Regions from separate parts of the Mus musculus genome. Here region 1 is linked to region 2. Evidence: chromatin contacts called from public HiChIP or PLAC-seq data. All regions are on one chromosome and are shown on one strand. Each heading gives the region's core, a stretch centred on a gene start, on an enhancer-like site or on the middle of the called end of the contact. The rest is flanking DNA. Distances are from core to core; before and after follow the strand shown.

Region 1 (6,401 bases), core at 789-3,288, 130 kb after region 2:
CGGGTGAAAAGGATTCTGTCCTCTCTGAGAATGTGGGTTCTTTGTGTGTCCTGTTTGGGGCATGGAGAACCTTCTGACTTACATTTGCATCACAACATTTGCGTTACAACAGTTATTTACAAATAGACTGGGGTTTACATCTTGAGTCACCAAATGCCATCACGTTGGGCAATTGCTAAACCTCTCTGAGTTTTGGCTTTCTCATTGTAATTAGAAGCAGTGCCTTCTCAGAAGCTTGTAGGCAGAATAAGGTGATAGAGTCCACACAGAGCTTATAGCCCTGGTACAGGCACATAATATCATAAAGGCCTAATAGGGGTTTACCATTTAGGAACTATTGAGCACATTTAAGGTTTCATTAGAGGAAAACCCAGAGGTCCTGTGTTCTTCTGGAGACTACATTCTGTTATAAGGCCAAAATAACAAAACAAACAAATAAAAACACACTTTGAAAACACCGAGCTAATATGCTCTGCCCCTCTAGCTTTTATACAAACACCCTTGTCTCAAGAGTCCTAAGGGCCTGGCCGCATGCACTTTGTAGGTTTACAGGCCCCACTGATTCACCACAGATGACTCTTACAACAGACGCAGCCCCGACCATGAACACAGTGGTTGCGTTTACTTTCATTACGCAGCACAGCCCTCTTCTCCTTGTTCACTAAATTGTTTGCCCAAGACATCCAATGCAGAGTTCCCAAGCTGCTTCCTGAACTGCTCTGTGCAGCTGTTCAGGGCCAAAGGGTCTGGTTCCATGCCCTGCAAACAGCAGGTGCTCAATAAATGATGGCAGGGTCTCTCTGTTTATAAGACTTGTCCACAGAAAGAAGTAAAAGGAGAGAATTGGTTTGACAAAAAGAAATCTAATTATTATATTGTGTGGCTTCTGGTTCCAACCCAGCGTGAGGAAGTTGGAAAGGAAGAGGGAGAAAGCCCGGTGAGGAAGAACAGGAGGGGATGCCTCTGGACTAACACAGAGAGCCAGGGCATTATACATAGTGCCTGAGTTGTATCAACTTGACAGATGGGCATTAGAGTCATCAGAGAGGAAGGAGCCTCAGGTGAGAAAATGCCTCCATGAGATCCAGCTGTAAGGCATTTTCTGAATTAGAGACCAAGGTGGGGAGGGCCCTCCATTGTGGGTAGTGCCATCCCTGGGCTGGTGGGCCTGGATTCTATAAGAGAGCAGTCTGAGCAGGCCACGTGAAGCAAGTCAGTAAGCAGCACCCTTCCATGGCCTCTGCACCAACTGCAAGTAGGAAGCCTAACAAAGACATTAGTTTTTAACTCTTCTTGCATAGAAAATAATCTTAGCTACTGCATTTTATCAGTAGAAGAACTGAAACTGAGAACGTTTCTATGTCTTGCTCAGCTGGTTCAAATGCAGCTTTTGTAGCCTCCCAGCTTTTGACAAAGCCCCCAGTTCTCCCTCTTCCTACAGAGGGAGAAGAGTTCCTGCTGAGATGTAGCTGTCACTCTGCTTCCATCTCCCATGCTCCAAATGTATCCCTGCTCATTTCACTCGTGGTGCCCACATCCTGGCCTTCATCCACTGACGTCTCCAAGATGGCTGAATGCTCTCATCTGTGCCTGGGTTTGAACCACCTCCCTTTTCATAGCTTCCATTCTGCCACCACTAAGGGCTTGGTTCTCTCAGATGTCGTGAACTTCAAGGAAAGAACAAAACGGCCTAGGCTTTCTGGGCAGCCATTTTTATTGACTCATCACCTTGCCAGCAATGGGCACTGGCATTTGCAGACTGTGTAGGGCTTGGGTAATGTAAGACCCAAAGAGCCTTACATCCAGGATGTCCAACTCACAGAAACTAGGAGACTGAGATTGCTGCAACAAGCAAGAGGCTTATTGATCCAGAACACTGGGGCTGTCCTGCAATCAGGGCAGAGGCAAGTCCAAGTCTCCTAAGCACACACTTTTTATACAGTTTAAGGGTAGGCCTTGATTACAACAAGAGTGTTTAAGCCCACTGTTTGCTGGATCTGACCTTTTCATTCCCCCTTTAGAAATGGTAATTAGCCTCTCCCTTCCAGGGAGGCAAGTGTTTCTGAGACCTTCCCTAAGCAGCATTGATGGCCTTGGGGGAGGTGAGGTCTTAGTCACCAGAAGAGGGGACTGAAACTTTCTTGGTCATTATTTGCACCTGCCTTACCTTCAGAGCTTCCATGTAAAGCTTGTTTTGCTGGGTCATTCCGGGAAGGGAGCTTTCTATCGGAAGATCACCAGGAAGGTCTTTCAGCAGACATCTTATTAAGGTCACACATTCCCACAGTATCATGGGCCTCAGGGTACTCCCAGGGAGACTCTTGGTTTTTGTTTGTTTGTTTGTTTGTTTGTTTTTGTCACGTGAATGAAGAAACTGAGGTTTAGGAAGATCAATCAAACTTCATAAGGAAAAAGAGCTTGGTCTCCCAGGCCATCTGGAATATACAAAGGGAGTCTCATGTGCATTTCCAAGGACTTAGCTGGAGCCCACGTGACTTTCCTCTCTCTTAGAGAGCTGTGTAGCTCCAGGATTGGTGTCTGCTTCACAGAAGACTCTCTCACTTCATTTGTATCCACTGAAGAACTGGGCAGGAATTCCTTTATTTCCTCTCTTATTTAAAAACTGTGAAGTATCCACGGAGTGCCCATAACTGACCACACACTGTGCTGGGTGTGAGGGAGAGCCAGTGAGCTAGACAAGCCCCTCCTGAATGACCTTTCAGCTTCTGGAGGGAGGAGGGAGGAGGGATGAGGGAGGAGACAGAGAAGTGAAGCTATCATCTATCTCAGTCCCTCAGTGAGTGTGCTTGGGGGAATTGGCTTCAGCAGTGTGATTCTGAAGTCTGGGGATGTTGACCCCACTGACCTAGGATGACATCATGTTAACTACCCATGCTCACCCTCCCTTACACTATTACACTTGAACCCAACTCCTGATCACTTTTATCTCCTAATGAGAAGTAAATGCTGTGTAGCATCCACAGATACGAAGGATAACGGTACGCTGCAGGAGTTAAGGCATCCTGTGGACTGGATGCTGGGCCCTTCCATGGAGCTGCATAAAAGAAGGACCATCCTACCTAGGAAAGCATCCAGGAGACAGTGACATTTCCAGTGAACAGTAAATGCTGTGTGAGGATTGACTTCTGGGTAAGAAAGCAGCTTACTTACTCACTGGTAAAGGAGTCTGTGTTCTAATGTAGAGCTGCCTTTGTCAAACAAAGTGTATGGATAAGGGGCTGGAGAGATGGCTCAGCAGTTAAGAGCACTGACTGCTCTTCCAGAGGACCTGAGTTCAATTCCCAGCAACCATGTGGTGGCTCACAACCATCGGTAAATGGGACCTGATGCCCTCTTCTGGTGTGTCTGAAGAGAGTGATGGTGTACTCATATACATAAAATAAATAAATAGATAAATAAGTCTTTTTAAAAAGTGTAGGGATAAAAAAATAATAAAACGTTTTGCAGTATCTTTTAACCTGAGGGAAAAAAGAATTGGAGTTTAATTGAGCTGAAGATTTCTCTTCAGGTGCAGCTTACCATCCTTTCTTCTGGGCGCTGAGATCAAATGACGCTGAGCTCCGCCCATCCTTCCTTAAAGGAACCACACATCCTCTCCTGGGCTCTTACTCCAGAGTGTGGGTACATCCAAAGAGAAGCCCAGCTTTGCCGCACAGAGGGACCAAGGCACAAGAAAGGACTTGGGAGGAACAGATCAACATGATATCCTCATGCGATGCCAGTTCCATCGAATCCCCTCAAATCCTGAATCTATCCATATGATTGGATATTTTGCTTCGGACTCATTTAATGGTGGAGTACTGGATCTGGTTTCTTTAGACCCATCATGGGACTTGACTTACAGGTGACACTGATACACAAGAAATCACGTTCTCTCGTCATGACCAATCCAGGGTCCTAGTCCCACCTACTAGGTAGAGGGACACACATGGAACTCAGACACTAGAATACAGAATGAAGCTCCCAATGTTTATTAATTGTGGTGAAATGTAAAATCACAGTGATTTTTTTCAAACAAATATAGACATTAAAACAAAACAAATAAAACCTTTACACTGGAAAGAAATCTTTAAGGATCCAAAGAAAGAAATCTAGTGTACAGAAAGATGGCATTTGAAAGGAATCTCCAGTGAGTCTTCACGCAGACGTCCCGTCCCAGTAATGCTCATTTATATCTTCAGTCTTCCACAGCAACAAAGGCACAGTGAGGCAGACAGCTATTGCTTTTGAGAGAAAAATCAAAGAGGCCTAGAGCAATGATTTTTCCTAAAGGATCTTGGGGAGTTGAAATAGCAGGTGTTTCTCCAGGGGTTGGCGGCATGGCGGGAAGAGGCGCCTCAGAGCCTTTGCTCTGCCTTTGCCTTTGAAGAGAATAAAAGGCACTCAGTGTAACATTCTCTCTCACAAAGAGACACTGGATTCAAGCTAGTGCCAAGAAACGTTCTAATCAAAGTAAACACTAAGCCGGCTCCTACAAAAGCTCGGATAGCACGTGATCACATCCAACCCCAATGCCTTTCTCTTGCTAATCTCCTGAATTTTAAATATGATCTTTCTGAACCACACAAATAATTCCTGAAATGTGGAAATGACAGAAAATCTGAAGCTTGAGGCTGGTGGTAGGAAAAAAAAAAGACAATATTCAACAATGAGAGAGCACTCTGCAGGTGGGAGCCAGGTCTGTAATGTCTCGGTGCTCGTTATCCAAATCTCCATGGTCACAAGGCTCAAGCAGGGATGCACAGGTCGTCAAATGGGAATGTGTGCAGTGGCAGGGTATGTAGAAAACCAGACCTGTGTCCAGCAGTGCTCCAACTGACACACACTATACCCCCCATCCACCCGGTCAACTTCTAACAGCAACATCTGACCCTTTGACATCGCCCTATGACATTTGTCCTCTCTAAAGTTTACACTTGAGAAATGTACAATCAAGTTCCCAAGGAAGCAACTGATTTTGGGTTAGGCTGTACTACCAACCTGTGACCCACAGGTTGTAAACCGGACATGCATGCTGGCCTAAGTCTCCCCCAGATTGCTACATGTTGACGCATATAAATATACATCACAAGTATGTAATTTTCACCATCAAATGGTGAAAATGTGCATTTTACTGAGTCAATAGAAGTGACCTCATAGAGACACTAAAACTGTAGCACTGTCCTTTAATACTGATTCGGCAGAGGAGGAACAGAAAGCAATGGAGGGAAAGAAACAGAAAAATAGACGGAAATAGTGGGAGTTTCAAAACAGAAAGCTCTGCACGCCCAATGGCATCATGAGACTGGACAGTGTTTCTAAGTCTTCCCACACTGAGATCTACACTCCTCTAGAAACTACGTGTCAACACTGCCAAATACTTCTAGAAAAACTTTCCCAAAGTTGTGTAACTTCCCTTTATTTCCTCATTTGTATTCATTTGTCCATGCATTCTAAGTCATAGAACACAGCTGCATGTACAATACAAAGATTCGTCTTTTTTTTTTTTCATAAAGTTTTAGTTGGTTTTCAAATATTGACCGTGGGACATGCTTTTAGTACTGCAGGCAGGGTTCTCTGCCTGGACTAGCCTACTGCTTTGCACTCATAGAAGACTCTCTTGGGCTCTTTTGAATATTCTTGAACATTGTACAGAATGAATCTTTAGCTCAAGGCCTGTTTCATTTAATCAAGGCGTATCTAACGTTCTGACTCTCAAGGCCTTTATCAGGGTTCCTTCTACTTTGAAGCTCTGGACTCTTCAAAAGTCTGGGAAGAGAGACACTGATGTTATGTGCTAGTCATAGGCTGATACTCACTCCCTTGCTCCAGAACACTTACCTTGCACTTGCTTAACTCCAGCATCCAGATCAGGAGTGGCCCTGCATCCTGGTTCCAGCAGTGTCATCTTCTTTTGTCTCTCTGGCTTTCAGTGTGGTGACTTCTCCCTTGTAGGGGGCGCGCTTCACGGGCACAGGTGTGCAGGTCTGAAACAGAATGCATCCCGTTTCTCTCCTGTGCCTGGCTCGCTTCCTGAATTCCACGTTACCTTCTTGAATAGCCAAGTCAGTGTGAATCGTGAGAGCAGTAACTCTGTGAGTGACCACAGGCATCCTATCCTCCTACTCTCTAGTCTCCCTCTTAGTTGGTGTTATCTGCATCACAGAAAGACCAGAGGGCTGGGCAGATGGCTCAGTGGATAAAGTGCCTGTCACTCAAGCTTGGGGGTTAGAGTTGTATTCTAAGGACCCAGGTAAAAGTTAGGCAGGTAGGGAAGCTGCTTGTAATTCCAGCCCTAGGGAGGCAGAGACAAGGCTCTCCAGGACAAGCTGGCTAGCTAGAATAGCTGATTAGTGAGTTCTGGGTTCAGCTGAGAGACCTTCCCTCATTAAATAAAAATG
Region 2 (6,245 bases), core at 1,531-4,030:
GCTTCTCTTTCTGCTAGCTGTGATCTAAGAACAGAATAAAGTCGCTCGTAGATCTCATGCCCAGGATCCTTTACAGTGCCTCACACATTGTTGGTACGAAATAACTGGGGGAAGCAGATGGTGACAGAAGGAGGGAAGGCAGTTAGCTCAGGGGACAGGAAATCTATCCTCGAAACTTGTCGCCAACATCATCATCTTGTGGAGACCACGCTGGCTGTCACCTCCTCCTTTTTATGTGCTGTGCTCTCTCACTGTCCCATTGTAGAAGGGACTCGTTTGTTTTGCTGTGATTCTCCTGGCTAGATTGTGAGCTCTGTGGGACTATGGATCTTTGCTTTATATGCTAATCCATTTGAGGTACAGGAGAAATAGTGAGTGCCTAAGTATAACTAAAATATCCAAAAGAGGTTTCGATGCTGTTATTAGTGTATATTCACGGTAGCAAGTTTAATAATGACATTTTTGTTCTAGTATACCATATACTCAGACTACATTCACTTTCCATTAGTCTCTCTTGTCCCTCACTCCCTCTCATTCTCTCCCCAGGGTCCCTTTTATGTTTATCTGAAAAAAAAAAAAACTTTATGGAGGAAGCATCAAACACCTTCCATGTGTATCTAAAAGGCACAGACTAAGGATGTGTTAAAGTATGTTTATATTTGTTTTGACTCAATAATTAAATGGAACAGGAATTTAAAACTACACTTCTGACACAGATAATCAATGTGGAATTGGCTATATACAAGAATTTTCTAAAGGCAGAGCAGGGGCATCTGATTACTGTACAAAGAATGAGGAGAAATAAAGGGACATGTGATGAAAGATGTAAGAAAATAATGAAGGGACGCAGTTTAGAGCTAAAAGCAAAATACCTGAAAGATTAAAGTTCACATGACCTGACCTGCAGACATTTTGTATAAGTAGAGCCACTGTGGTTGTTTGAATAAGCTTGGCCCATGGAAAGCCGAATTATTAGGAGGTGTGTCCTTGTTAGAGGAAGTGTGTCACTGTGTAGGCGGGCTTTGAGAGCTCCCAGTGCTCATGCTTAGCCCAACGTAGAAGACTGAGTCTCTTCCTGGCTGCCTTCCGATCAAGAAGTAGAACTCTTGGCTCCTTCAGTACCATGTCTGCCTGAACCTTGCCATGCTTCCAGTCATGATGATAATGGACTGGACCTCTGAGACTGTAAACTAGACCTAATTAAATGTAGTCCCTTATAAAAGTTGCCTTGGTCATGGTGACCCTTTGCAGCTAGGAAACCCTAACTATGACAGCTATGAAAAATAAGGGCCCACACTCTTTGTTTTGTAAACAGAGGAAAAGGCATGAGGTTGGCATGGTGGGGATGTGGGGGGGGGTGTATAATTTGAATCCATTGTATGAAAATTTTTTCAATAAAAAGTTCTCACCAAAAAAAAAAAAAAAGACAGCAATATTCTGTATTTTAAATAATTCATTAAGAAGAAACTAAGTTTGGAAAGTAAGCTGTGGGAAGGCAGTAGCCATGTTTTAAGTCTTCCACGGTTTCCTATGGATGCAGACTTCTGCATGTATCAGAAGCATAGCTAGGACTCATCTGCGAGGTTATGGTAAGAATGTGTAGACACTATATTAGCACTGTCTCTTAATGCATTCACTGAGTAATTCTTCATCACTGAACTCATCCAAGAACAGGACAGAAATACTTGCCTGCATAGAGTGCTCTTCACCTCACTGGTGCCCTGGAATCTCACTGAGCTGTGTATTTTAAGAGTGTTCTAAAGGAAAGTTAAGGTGGATTCTTTTATACTGAAAAGGGTATTTATACAAATGATCTTTTCCTTTCCCTGGATTCTGTTTTCCTGAATGCCACTGTAATAGCTTTGAGAATGTCATGAAGCTACACAGAATTCAGAGTGTTTCTCCTTGCTGGTGGCTCTTTGGGTCCATTCAATTTTCTGTGACAACCTGACATTATCATAGCTCCCTCTCTCCCAGGTGCACAGGGCAAACTTCAGCTACTTTTCCTACCCTAAGTTCATTCACTGAAACTGACCTTTCTCAGGCAGTTATTACATGCAACAGCCTGAAGGAAGTTTCCCTGACATCTTAGGGAAGTTGTGGGATAGTCCTGCAGAGATGCTAGGAAAAGTTCCATCTCTGGCAGAGAAAATCTCTGTACCCAGAGGACATTAAGTTGGAGGTTACTTCTATTAAAATAAGACTTGCCGGGCATGGTGGCGCACGCCTTTAATCCCAGCACTCAGGAGGCAGAGGCAGGCAGATTTCTGGCCAGCCTGGTCTACAGAGTGAGTTGCAGGACAGCCAGGGCTACACAGAGAAACCCTGTCTCAAAAAACAAAACAAAACAAAACAAAACAAAAACAAAAACAAAAGACTTTTGTGATGGGCGTAAGGCCCACAAGATCTTTCCTCAAGGTTTGATGCTTTGACCCATAATATAAGAAGAGGAATTTTAAACAGCACAAAATTATAAACACCTTGCAAGAGTCTCATTGTGTTTTATTAGCTGGGTGAGACTCTGCACCTTTCATGTTTCAGTCACTGGTTAAGAATAAGTGCCCAGTAGTGAGTAAGCAGAGACTGCCTTTACTCCAGTTATGGTTATTGTCAGCAGGGGTAGGGAAGGAACAACAAAAAATACTCCTGCCTTTACAATTGGGAATGATACTGTGAAGAACAGTTACATAATACTACAGAGGCACTACACACCCCCTACTGTAAAGGATACTTCAAGGAAAACTGAATCCCAAGGAAGGAGAGGTCAAGAGAAGACATAATAAGGCAGAAAGGAATCCATCCTAAAGAATGGCCCTAAGTGGCTTCCTTCTGCTGGACAATGGCAAGTGTGGCTGTGGTGACATGCCTGCATTGTACTGTAAATGTGGTGACATGCCTGCATTGTACTGTAAATGTGGTGACATGCCTGCATTGTACTGTAAATGTGGTGACATGCCTGCATTGTACTGTAAATGCACAGAAGACTTTCAGACATTTTTAGGTGGCTGCTAGAGTGACCAAATACACATCTTCTTTCTCAGAGATGCTCTTGGCTCCCCCCTGAAGAAAGTCTTTAGGCATGAGTGGACAAGCTTTGGAATGGGATTTAGAGAAGTGGGCCATGCTAACCAAGTGTTTGATAAGGATCGGATGGGAAGGCATTCGGTAAAGAGCAGGTCTAAGAATGGGAGTCCTGATTTTTTTTCATCTTAGCAATATTGGCTACTTATGTCATTTATTAAGTCTGTAAAGATAAGAAGAAAAAAAAACCACAGATTTCTTTGGGAAAGAAACCAAAAGAGTAGGTTGGCAATGTTAAGTGGAGTGCTCCAGAAACTCAGATTAGAGGTCAAGCTACTAAGTGCAGTTGCATGAATATACTTGAGTTTTCAACCTGAAACTAGAAAGAGGCCATCCTGAAGTGAGAGTGGGGAGTGTGAGGAGGGGGCGGGGGGGGGGGGGGGGGACGACCCAGCACCAATTGCACTGGTTGCTAGGATGCACTGTAGACACTGAAAGTGTGACTTTGATAGAAGAGGTGCAATCCACTGGCAGGGGAGAAGATAAGAGATCAGAGGCCACTGAAAGGATGGGGTCTTTAGACCACAGCAAGGTAATGTCTTTGAAATCTAGTGCTTGGCTCTATAGAAGGCTGTTTTGCAGGCTAGTGAGACCCGGACCTGAAACTCTTTCAGAGGTAACAGCAAGGTGGTCATTTTGGGTCTCATAAAGAACAGTTTTATTTTTAACTTCTTACATTCCCTTGGTTTTTTTCTTTTCTGAGTCATTTTGCACCTGTATAATTTGTGCTTTTTGTGAAAACCAAAGTAATTTACTTTCAGATTTTCCCCTTTAGTTCTCTTTTCCAGTTGAATACTATGCTTTTTCAAATTGTGTATTAGAATGTCCTCCAATCTGTAGAATTAGGCTCTTGATATTAGAAATATAGCAATTATCACCACCAAAGCAAGAGTACCTCTCCTCCCCTCCCCTCTCCTCTCCTCTCCTCCCCTCCCCTCCCTCTCCTCTTCCTCCTCCTCCTCCTTCTTTTTCTTCCAATCTCTCTCTCTCTCTCTCTCTCTCTCTCTCTCTCTCTCTCTCTCTCTCTCTCTCTCTCTGTCAATACCTCATACAGCATTTACTTGAGGCTGGCTTACAGTTTCAGAGGTTCCATCCATTATCTTCATGTCAGGAAACACGGCAGCAAGGAAGCAGGCATGGTGGTGCACTAGAAGGACTGAGAGTTCTGCATCTTGATCTGAAGGCAGAGGAGACAGAGACTTGCTTGTTCAGGCTGCAAGGAAGAGACTCTCTTCCACAATGGGATTAAAGGTGTGTACCACCTTGCCTGGGCCTAAGCCTCAAGACCCAAATCTAAAGCATGTGTCATCCCACATCGAGATCAGTATCAAAAGCCTGTGTCTTCCAGCCTCCAGATGTGGGTCCAGGTGTGCCCTCCATTTCTGGATTGTCAAGTTGACAACTGGGAATAGCCATCACACAGTTCAAATCATGGTGATTAAATGCAGTAAACTTAACAGCAATTGACACTGTCCTCTACTTTATCCTCTTGCACTTATGGATAAATAGTTCTTTAGTATTATTTAATAGTGAATGAGTGAGAGATCCATACATTCTACTAAGCAATCAGTTGTCTATGTTAAATTCTTTTAATGGATAGGAGACCCTTGGGTGGGAATATATACATTGGTGCTTCATGTGTATTTTTGTAAAATGTTCAATGTGCAGATATGTAAGAAAATCTTAAATTCACAGTTGAACCATCTAGTTATCACTTAAGTCATTGCTCATGGATGTGTCTGTCATCTTTTGTTTTCTTTATGCTTCAAAACCTGTAAAATATTGTTGATGAGTGTCTTAGTCAGGGTTTCTATTCCTGCACAAACATCATGACCAAGAAGCAAGTTGGGAAGGAAAGGGTTTATTCAGCTTACACTTTCACACTGCTGTTCATCACTAAGGAAGTCAGGACTGGAACTCGAGCAGGTCAGAAAGCAGGAGCTGATGCAGAGGCTATGGAGGGATGTTCTTTACTGGCTTGCTTCCCCTGACTCGCTCAGCCTGCTCTCTTATAGAACCAAGACTACCAGCCCAGAGATGGTCCCACCCACAAGAGGCCTTTCCCCCTTGATCACTAATTGAGAAAATGCCCCACAGCTGGATCTGATGGAGGCATTTCTTCAACTGAAGCTCCTTTTTCTGTGATAACTCCAGCTTTGTCAAGTTGACACAAAACTAGCCAGTACAATGAGTGTCAAGGTGTACATATGGACTGCAAAGATAGCTCACTTGGCAAAACACTTGTTATAAAGCATGAGGACTTGAGCTTGAATCTTTAAAACCCACATTTAGAAAAAAAGTCTTCTCTGGCAATATATACCTGTAACCCTAAGGCTGGAATGGAGACAGGTGGATCTCAGAGGGTCCCTGACAAGCCAGACAGCCTACCCAAAATGGCAAGTTCCAGGTTCAGTAGTAGACACACTTTCCAAAACTATGTTGAAGAGTTGAGGAGCACATCCCATCACCAACCTCTGATTTCCTACATGGGCTAGCACTCAGGCACATATACCCCTCTCTCTCTCTCTCTCTCTCTCTCTCTCTCTCTCTCTCTCACACACACACACACACACACACACACACACACGAAGAAAAGGAAAAGAAGAATAAACATAGACAGTAACTTTATAAAATAAATTATGAATTAAATATAATATCAAAACCCTTGGAATTAGGCAATGAGAAATGCCTTGGTTATATGTTGTTGTTGATCCTTCTTTAGGATAATTTTCACAGTTGTATGTGTGTATGGTAGTCTCTTATTCTTGTGGGATTGGTTTTACAGTATACCCCCATACTCAGTCTACAAATGGTCAAGTCTTTATATAAAACAGTGTAGTACTTGCATATACATGCTCCAGGCTGACCTAGAACTTATTACTTAACTAAGAATTGCCTCCATCTCCCAACTGCTAGAATTACAGACGTATCACCCCGCCTAGCTGTGAATTGTTTTTGATGGTTCTTTTTTAGTATCTGTCCATTGTCAGCTTTCTGAGGAAAAGGAACCATTCTAACTGATCATCGCTTTACTCCTAGGCTTAAGAAAGAACTTAGGGATTAAAACTTTATTATTATTGTAAGAATGTTTGCTGAACAGCTAGAAGGAGCATAGACTACCTCTGTCTGTGACTGCTCCCTGGAACAGTCCTCATCTCCTCAGA

Evidence for each region. HiChIP or PLAC-seq counts read pairs in DNA pulled down with a chosen protein or histone mark.
Region 1: a contact with region 2 is called in an H3K27ac HiChIP or PLAC-seq map of embryonic stem cells, with 13 read pairs. The contact joins two enhancer-like sites. A contact is called at or near these places in 4 of 484 Hi-C or Micro-C datasets (cerebral cortex, cortical neurons, embryonic stem cells and 1 more), 8 of 115 datasets of contacts at active chromatin or transcription factors (embryonic stem cells and forebrain) and 1 of 9 other capture datasets (adipose tissue).

What each region holds. Positions count from the first base shown.
Region 1 is chr15:39,778,728-39,785,128 of GRCm38.p6, forward strand. It overlaps Dpys (dihydropyrimidinase), which reads right to left. Exons shown (of 10, transcript NM_001164466.1): 9 at 5,842-5,987; 10 at 3,970-4,382. The coding sequence ends at 5,871. Among named protein-coding and RNA genes, the nearest start is that of Gm16291, 15 kb to the right of the region's middle. Within about 2 kb of position 2,039, at least 19 of the 459 cell types and tissues checked have an H3K27ac peak or open chromatin away from gene starts, as enhancers often do. A contact at or near this core is called in embryonic stem cells, where this site is marked.
Region 2 is chr15:39,643,956-39,650,200 of GRCm38.p6, forward strand. All of the region lies in intron 22 of Rims2 (regulating synaptic membrane exocytosis 2), which reads left to right. Among named protein-coding and RNA genes, the nearest start is that of Dcstamp, 99 kb to the right of the region's middle. Within about 2 kb of position 2,781, at least 6 of the 459 cell types and tissues checked have an H3K27ac peak or open chromatin away from gene starts, as enhancers often do. A contact at or near this core is called in embryonic stem cells, where this site is marked.